Regions from separate parts of the Mus musculus genome. Here region 1 is linked to region 2. Evidence: chromatin contacts called from public Hi-C data. All regions are on one chromosome and are shown on one strand. The core of a region is the stretch at or near the end of the contact, and the rest is flanking DNA. Distances in the headings are between cores, read along the strand shown.

Region 1 (4,858 bases), core at 1,702-4,201, 180 kb after region 2:
AGAGCCTGCCCCACTATGTTCATTGCAAGGATGAGATGAGCTGCCCATTGTTTTGTGTGCGACAGACTGCCTGGCACACACCGGGCATTCCATAATCGGTACCTCTTACTGTCGCTGTGACAGTGTCATCTGCTCAGTGTCCCCTTACTTTATCTTAGGAAGCCACTTTCTGCTTTTTCAAACGCTGGTGAAACAGTCTTTGTATCATTTTTCCAAATCAGATAATGTTTTAGCCAATCCAACAGAAGTCAAAACGAGTGTTTTGTAACAGTACGTTAAGGAGACCGAAGTCTGTCCCATCCCGGAGAGCGCTGCAGAGCTGCAACCCAGCAGACTGTTTCTGAGGCAGATCTCAGACTGCATAATTGCTAGGTCTGCTATGGGGAGAAGTGAACACCCGTTTCCACTTACAATCCACCATATATTCTCAACTCCTTGCAGCGTGAGCAGTGGGGCTACCTGTGGGGCAGGCTTCAAATGTCTGGAGACAGCTACTGTGTCCTATGTTAAGACTTCCTTTCTCTGTGCTTAGCATTCCCCATGACTGGTCCCTTGGATAGGATGATTTGAAGAAGCCAGGGTGGGTTTCCCTTGTCTCCCAGACAACTGTGGTTTGCAGCTCCTGCTAACACACTGGCTTTGTATTTCATGGGGCAGAGGCAGAGATACTGGGAAGACTTGGGGGCACACACTTGCAACTGCCCTGTCTGGTGCATCAGTCCTCATCTACATCCCTGTGATCAATAAGAGCCCAAGAACCTGAAGTAATGTTTAGAGTCCCCCATCCCTTCCTAACTGGGCAAAGAACAGTCGTGTAATGGAGTTGGAAATCTTAAGAATTTCTGATTTGGATGGACAGAACAGCAAAAGGATATTAACACATCTTTAAAACAACAGAAGTCAAGGCAGTTCACTCCTAGTTGATATGGACAAGGTATTTTCTGAAGGATGGACAAATGTCCCGGTCACAATTCTCATGGCAGGGTAAACTTTATTCCCGGATTCGTGCGCCATCGAAGCCTTCTCCTGGGTAGGCAAGCTTTTTCCCATTCCAGTTTTCTCTCAGTAATGCATTTAAACAGTAAAGCACCTTAGACCCTGTCCCTGAGTTTGTTTTTGCTTTTACAACATATGGATTTTATACAGAAACACAGCCCTGTGGGTAGAAGTAGGAGGAGAACCTGTGAGGCCTGGTTGTCTCCTGCTACCATGTGGATTCTGGGTACCCAACTCAGGTCATCAGGATGGATAACAAGCATCTTTACCAGCTGAGTTGTCTTGCCAGCCTGCATCTGTTTTTGGTTTTGATAATTTTGCTTTTCAACTTACTTAACTGACTTTATGAATATTTGCCTGCACACGTATGTATGTGCAGATGGTATCTACAGATGTCGGAAGGCGGCAATGGAACCCTTGGAATTAAGGTTACGGATAGCTGTGAACAACCACACAGGGGTTAAGAACCAAACCCAGATCCTCTGCAAGAGGAGAGGGGGACAGAGAGAGAGAGAGAGAGAGAGAGAGAGAGAGAGAGAGAGAGAGAGAGAGAGAGAGAGAGAGAGAGAGAGAAGAACACACTTCTAGGCATTCCTCTCTCCACCTCCCATCTTGATAAAGAAACACCTGGGTTACAGATGCAGGCTATAGGGCTTCATGTGGGTTCTTGGGATGTGAACACAGGTCCTTACATTTGCACAGCAGGTGTCTGATCCACTAAACCATCTTCCTGGCCCATCTATGACTTTTAAAAAATGAACTTGATCTAGGCAGCGTTAGTGCAAGCCTTTAATCCCAGCACTTGGGAGTCAGAGGCAGGTCGATCTCTGTGAGTCTAAGGCCAGTCTGGTTTACAGAGTGAGTTTCAGGATAGGCAGGGCCACACAGAGAAACCCTGTCTCAAAAAACCAAACCAAATCAAATCAAACCAAACCAAACACCAAAAACCAACCAACCAAACTAGATTAGGTGTGATCTTTTGTAAATAACAAAACCTAAACAAATTTGGTACTAAAAAGTACTTTAAAAATTTGCTTCTTTAAATGAAAAGCAATTTTTAAAAACTGTCTCATGTTTGTTATTTTAAGTTTATAAACTCAACGATTATAAATCATCAAACTAAACCAGAACAATTCCTTAAAGTAAAAATACCTGTTCTGCAGGATTGAAGACCCAATTTAAATCATTATTTCTCAACTGTGGCCAATTTTGCCTAAGAAAACATCTGGCATTGTCTGCATCTTGGGGTGTCACTGCTGGGAGGCGCTGCTGACTCTGAGAGAAAGGAGCACCCCACAGTTGGACAGAGTACCCCACAGGGTGAGCTGGTATGCCTCAAAAAGCGAGGATTGTGTTTGTGTTGTGATTGTGTTTGTGGCTGCTTCCAGCGGTTTTTCTTGTCTGTAACTTTCAGTTTATCTGTACTTGGATTTGGGTTTCTTTGGGCTTATCTAGACTACAATCAGTAAACTTGAACATTTAGAGTTGCTAAACTTGTCATTTGCTGAATTTGGGATATTTTCTTGCAATTATCCTCAAATATTTATTACGGTATCACGCTTTTCCTCTTTCAGAAATGCTGACATTTTAAACATTGGATGGGGAAATTCAGGAGATCTGTTTATGCAACCTCTATTACTGTTTGGCTTTCTAGCCTCCCCCTTCTAGTCTGATAGTTAGAGTCAGGAGCCTAGCCTAGCCTGTTTCATCTATTTCTTCCACTCACGCTGAATGTCCAAGACCAAAACTGGTGTTTGCTAAGCATGGATAACAGCTGATCGACCAGGGAGGGTAGTTTCTCTCTCCATAAAGACGTTTATGGGGTTGCGGTACCCGTTGCACAAAGTCTGTTACTCAGGAGTACGGAGCCACAAAGAAAGTGGGAATAGCAGCCACTGGAGCTACACATTCCTGTCTCCGCTCTGTTTCTGGTTCATAGTAGAAGCGTCATTTACAGGTCTGTGTTGGTGTCTGGTGCCTGCTTACAGGCTCCTTGCTGTCAGGCATCTAGGCTGGAAGATTCTGAAGGGAAAAATATGGGAAACACTGCCGATCTGGCAGATCTCTCAAGTCTGGCCTTTCATCTGCCTCCTACTACTTAGTCTTGAGACTGCCGCCGTAGGCACTGTGTTTAGGTTTTATGGACGCACTTAGTGGGAGAGACACGGTGGACTGTGCTGACTCCGTTCCCCGGGAGCCTGTATTTACCTTTTGATTTCATCTTTTCCTGTTGGCGAGCACGGGTATTTACCTGGTGTATCATTTAAGCTTTTGCCGTGTAACAAGGGCCTCAAAGCTCAGCGGGACAAGACTGCATTTCACTTAGCTCAGGGGGCTTTGAGTCAACTGGGGAATTGCTCTGCTCCGGGCTGGTGGGGCAGTGTTCTCCCTTGCGTCTGTGGTCCGCTGGAAGTTGGATGATGTAAGATGCTCTAATTCATATGTCTAGTAGCTGGCTAGCTGTCACTTAGCATGTCTGTCTCCTTTCATGTGGTCTCATTCACCCAGATGGTTAACTAGGACTTGGTTCCAGCCGTATCCTGAGAGGGTGAACTTCAGCGCTTTCAACAATCTGATTGATTCATATTCCCCACCATCCCAAGCGCCACCGCCTAAAGCCAGGATGGGGAGCAGGGTGTGTGTGTGTGTGTGTGTGTGTGTGTGTAAGGCTGCTGACAGCAGACATAGGCAGAACATCACTGGGGCCAGTTCTGCGTACAGTGTATCATGGCCAAGTGTGGCTGAGAAAGCATGGTATTCATTTAACATGGGTACTTCAGTGCTCTTTCCAGTAACATCTTCACTGCAGAGAAAATGGTAGGGTTGTCGCTTTCCTCCAGCTGTCTCCGGCAGTCCTTCCTCCGTCACCTTTTGACATTTCAGGTCATACCCCAGACCCAGTCTGTGCTCTTTCTTTTTGGCAATAAGGATATATTAACACACTTGTAGGACTCAGCCACCACTAAGAGTACCGCTAAGATAACATTATGAAATGCACACTCCTTCTGTTCCCAGATCGAATTATATTTTTAATTCAGTTTCCCCAGGGTGTGGTTTATAGAATCTTCTCTTCTTTCTGCAAATTCTTTGATCTCAACAGACATCCCAGCACGTGGGATCACTTCCACGGGCACAGAGAACCTGGAACTGAGAATCCCATAGCATCCTGTTCTCCTCCTACCAAGGGGACTGTCTGCAGCCATGACAACTGTGACATCTGCTCTGCTAAGACTACCCTGCTGAAGGCCAATCATCCTGTCTGTCCTTTGGGTCCTTATCTGATAGAGTTATATTTGTTTTCTCCCAGCCCAGCCTTTGGAGTGTGTCTCTTCTTCCCAACACCGTGTGTGTGTGTGTGTGTGTGTGTGTGTGTGTGTGTGTGTGTGTATGTGTGTGTGTGTGTGTGTGTGTGTGTGTGTGTATGTGTGTGCGCGCGTGTGTATTCAGGTTCTTGTGAAGGTCAGGGCTCAACCTCAGGAGCCAACCACCTTGTTTTCCGAGACAGAATTTCTCATAGATTTGAAGAAGGCTAGGCTGGCTCGTCAGTGGGTCCCAGGGTTACATGTGTTTCCACGTCTCCAACACTGAACAGGCATGGCACCCAACATTTTTACATGGGTTGTAGGAGAGTCAAATTCAAATAGTCATGCTTGCATAGCACGTGTCTTATTAACCGAGCTCTCTCCTCAGCCTGCTTTTCCTTTTTCCTATGGTACCTTCTCTTGGCTACTTTGTCGAGTTTAAGAAGACAGACAGAAAGACCAAAGCAAGAAACTCACACATGCACACAAAACCTTTCCTGGTCCCATACTCTTCTTTAAATACCAACGTGCCTTCATCCTTTCTCTTCCTCTTTACAGGC
Region 2 (4,552 bases), core at 1,858-4,357:
GACTGGGCAAAGGCAAATCACAGCCACGAAAGGTGGGCTGGAGAGGTGGCTCAGTGGCTAGGGGCACTTGCTTCTCTTACAGAGGTCCCAGGCTTGTTTGTCTCACAACCATCTCTGTTAGTTTGTATATGCTTGTCCCAGGGAGTGTCACTGTTGTGGCCCTGATGGAGTAGGTATGTCACTATGGTTGTAGACTTGGTCATGGTGCCTCTTCACAGTAGTAAAACCCTAACTAAGGCAATCTGTAAGCCCAGTTCTGGAGAATCAAATGTCCCTTTCAGGTTTTGGATATGAGGCATGGACATGGTACTCAGGCATACATATAAGCAAACAGTCATAAAAATAAGTTATATATAAAAACACTTATATATACAAGATAAAAATATGAAATATTATTTCATGTGTCAGAATGGTTATTATAAAAAATAATGAGTATTGAGAGAAGGGAAGCCCAGTCCCACTGGAGGAAATATACACTGCTATAGCCATGATAGAAAATTGTATGGAGTTTCCTAAAACATTAGCGATTGAACTTCCATACAATCCAGCCATCCCACTTGTGGGCACACATCCAAGGGAAATCGGCAACTCTGTCTGATACCCACTGCCCTGGGCTCACTGTAGCAATATTCACCAAGATGAAGAAACAATGTAAATGCTGCTCACTGTAGCTTTATTCCCCATAGCCAAGATGAAGAAACAATGCTGCTCTCTGTAGCTTTATTCCCCATAGCCAAGATGAAGAAACAATGTAAATGCGCAGTCACAGATGAACAGAGAAAGAAAATGTGGTGTAGCCACACAATGGGATATTAGTCATTAAAAGGAAACCTGGCCATTTGTGTGGTCCCATTGATGAACCTGAAGAGGACACGCTGTGTAAAATAAGCCAGAAATAGGAAGATAAGTACTGCATCGTCTTGGTTACATGTAGAATCTAAAACAGATGGACTTTAAGAAACAGTAGAATGGGACTTGCAAGTGGTCGGAGGTTGGGAGAAATGGTCATGTGGATAAAGGGTAGAAACTTTCACTCAATAGACGAGTGATGCTCTGCTCCTCTGATCTAATGGACTCGGTGGTGTCTACAGTCAATACTGTAGTCAGTGTACACCTGCAATACTAACAGGCCCTGCTATCTGTAATCTAGACATGTCAAGCCAAGTTATAGTCATGACTGCAGTGCATAATAAGAGTACCTTCACACTATATATAGCAGCCCTTGAAATTTTGTTTGGGGGCTGTGGGGGCAGGGTTGGGAGGTGGGTCGGTCCATAAGTGACTGCTGTGCAAGGACCTAAAATCAGATCCTCCATAAAAGCTGGGCTTGAGACAAATGTTTGTAACCTGGGCTGTGGGTGGGTCAAGACTGTTGGATCCCTCGAGCTCATAGGCTAGCTAACCTAAACAATCTGTGGGCTCTAGGCTCAACGAGTGACCCGTGTTAAAGAAAAAGGGAGGGGAAAATTAAGAAAGACACCTGAAACAATAATATCCGGTCTCTACATGAAAGCACATACTGAGTATGTGCACTCAAACACACAGGCACACACTCATGTGAACACATGCCCCTACAACACACACACACACACACACACACACACACACACACACACACACACATTCCTGCTTGTTCCAGCCCCACTCACTCTGGCCCAAAGATTTATTTATTTATTATATGTAAGTACACTGTAGCTGTCTTCACACACACCAGAAGAGGGCGTCTGATCTCATTACAGATGGTTGTGAGCCACCATGTGGTTGCCGGGATTTGAACTCAGGACCTCCAGAAGAACAGTCAGTGCTCTTAACTGCTGAGCCATCTCTCCAGCCCACATAACAATATTTGAAACTTATTTTGGGTCTGGGTATCATTGACACACAGTAGGCAGAGGCCTCGGACTATTCAAGACCAACTCTCTCTACACAGACCCTTCAGCAGAAAGAAGTTTCACTTCATAAGGAGTATAGTAGTTAGCCTGCATTCTTTTGAATGGTTCAATTGGGTATAAAAATTGCATTTCATATTTCTCTTGAGACTAGTATGTACATAGCCTTTCAAACACGTGTTTTTGTGTGAGTATACCTGCGTGCTCATGTGGAAGTCAGGGGATAACGTGCAGGACTCAGCACTCCTCATGTAGGTTTCTAGCATCTGACTCAGAGCCTCAGGCAGGGCAGCGAGTGCCCCTACACAGTCATCTCAACAGGTCCATAACCTCTCGTTTTTACTGGTTAGAAAGAGATCTTGGCCCATTAAAACTTAAAACATTAGCCCTTTGTCTGGCATACCCTGTGACTATTTTTCCTAGGTTTGCATTATGTGAGAAGAAGGACTTTTAGGGACTGGGAAGAAAGCCAAAGGAAGATGAAGAGAGGAGTGTAAGAGAGAGAAGGAGAGATGGACATGGTCAAAGCATGATATATTCATGCGTGGAAATGTCCCAGTGAAACTCTCTAATTCGTACAATTTATACGTGAAATATTTCAAAGCACACTTGTGAGCTGAGATGGTTTAGTGTTCTTAAATGTCGTATGAACGTGTGAAGAAACTGCATGACAAAATGCACCGATTTCATGGGAAGTCATTCCTGACTCTGAGAACCCCCGCAAGGAAGCTTCATGGAGTTGGAGATGGATGGGCAACTCTGAAGAGAGTTGTAGCTCTGGAAGCTGACCGACTCATGCAGATCTGACTTAGCCAGGTATGTTAACTGATGGCGTGTGTCGGTTTGAAAACTAGGCGACTAGCTATGAACTCCTGTCTGGCTTCCATCTGACAACCTTGGTGGTGTAAGGGCTGATAAGGCTTCTGGCTCTGATGGACACGCAAGAGCTGACGTCAAGCCCGTGTGACGTCATCCGCGCTAAGGCGCTGGCCTCCAGGGGCCTCCGGAGGGCAGGAGACGTCCCGGGGCTGGAGGTGGCTCCGCTGCAGGTCTCTGGCTCTGGAAGCTCAGGTTCCTAGGCTTGGTAGCCACCTCCACCTTTCACCTCCGCCACGCCCTCTGCGAGCCCCGGGAGCATCCCGCCGCCAGCCGGCTCGCCCGCCCCGCCGCGGGCACGCGCACGCACGCAGCTGCGCACGCGCGTCCCCCTCAGAACCCGGAAGTGCGAGCGGAGCCACGTGGGTGGAGCTGGCGCGCAGGTCGCATGGGGGAGTCTATCCCGCTAGCCGCCCCGGTGCCGGTGGAACAGGCGGTGCTGGAGACGTTCTTCTCTCACCTGGGTATCTTCTCTTACGACAAGGCCAAGGACAATGTGGAGAAGGAACGAGAGGCCAACAAGAGCGCGGGGGGCAGCTGGCTGTCGCTGCTGGCGGCCTTGGCGCACCTGGCCGCGGCTGAGAAGGTCTATCACAGCCTCACCTACCTGGGGCAGAAACTAGGTACCTCCGCCCCGCCCCTGCCCCTGAGGAGGAAGGAAAGGGGGTGCGCTGCCTGGTCTGCTTGGCTTGGGTGCCTCGTCACTCCCAGCGGCAGGCTCCACTCTGCCCAGGTCTCCTCCCACCGGTGCCCCTTCTTCCCTAGTGTGCCGCAAGCTCCGCCCACCGGCCTGTGCCATCGCTGCCTAGGTGGACTGGGAGGATGCTCTTCCCTGGGCATGCTCCAAACCCCGTGGGTTTACGGTTTTGCACCGTGCATGGACTGGTTTCATAAATGACAAGTTAACCAAGTTCTGTGTCCCCGTTCTAACTCACTAGTTAGACCTCACTGCGGTCTGAGGAGCAAAAGCAGGCGATGGAAGCTAGGTGTGTTAATAAATGCTATTTTGTCTGGCCTCTTATACAGAGGGGCGTCCTGTCCCCTCTTCAGATCCTGGCCAGGAAGGGCAGGAATTATGCAAAACCTTAACTGGAGAAGCGTTAAGGGACAGGATAGTGAACACTGCTAGTCCTCATGTAAATTTTAACCCTCAAAATAAGATGCAGGACTACCACTACAAGAAACAGTCGGCTTCATAAAAGCCAAGGGCTGTGCATTCAAAGTATTACCTTTAATAATAATGACAAATGATAGCTGACTACCAAAAAATTGGAATAGGCAGTTGTAATACTTAGGTTTCTTCTTGACCCTTTAGTTATTACAAGTTGGAGGGCCTTTCGTGAGTGAAGGATACACATCTCTGGCATCAAAGAGAGTGAGAGTGTACGTTACATATAGAGTTGATCCCCTTCTATTGCCAGGTAGCTCGCTGAATACTGAACGTTTGGTAAACACTCTGGGCAAAGGACTTTCTGAGATGATAAGGCCTGTAGCTTTTCAAATGATTGTTACTTAGTTATTGGTAAAAAGTGGCCAGAGATTTTACTCTGTTTTTCTCTAATGGGCCCAAAGGTGCAATTGCTATTACAGGGTTACTGTCCTGTTTTCTACAGTGTAGTGAGTTGGGTATGCATTTTATGGGAGGTGGTGGGTCTCAAACCTGAACACACCTGCCTTGAATAACCAGATTGAGTGTGTGTGTGTGTGTGTGTGTGTGTGTGTATATATATATATATACATATATATGTATATATATCCTTTATTCAAAGCATGTACAAATATTATTT

The links. A called contact is a pair of places that touch in the nucleus more often than the background predicts.
Region 1: a Hi-C map of the N1E-115 cell line shows a contact between it and region 2, with 3 times the contacts expected there. The contact joins the enhancer-like site here to the promoter of BC048403 in region 2. A contact is called at or near these places in 4 of 39 promoter capture datasets (the 3T3-L1 cell line, 3T3-L1-derived adipocytes and hippocampal neurons), 2 of 484 Hi-C or Micro-C datasets (the N1E-115 cell line and nephron progenitors) and 1 of 115 datasets of contacts at active chromatin or transcription factors (the NIH/3T3 cell line).

What each region holds. Positions count from the first base shown.
Region 1 is chr10:121,912,565-121,917,422 of GRCm38.p6, forward strand. All of the region lies in intron 3 of Srgap1 (SLIT-ROBO Rho GTPase activating protein 1), which reads right to left. Among named protein-coding and RNA genes, the nearest start is that of Gm51787, 63 kb to the right of the region's middle. Within about 2 kb of position 2,952, at least 15 of the 459 cell types and tissues checked have an H3K27ac peak or open chromatin away from gene starts, as enhancers often do. A contact at or near this core is called in the N1E-115 cell line, where this site is marked.
Region 2 is chr10:121,736,823-121,741,374 of GRCm38.p6, forward strand. BC048403 (cDNA sequence BC048403) reads left to right here and starts at 3,108. Exons shown (of 3, transcript NM_173022.3): 1 at 3,108-3,388. The coding sequence starts at 3,154.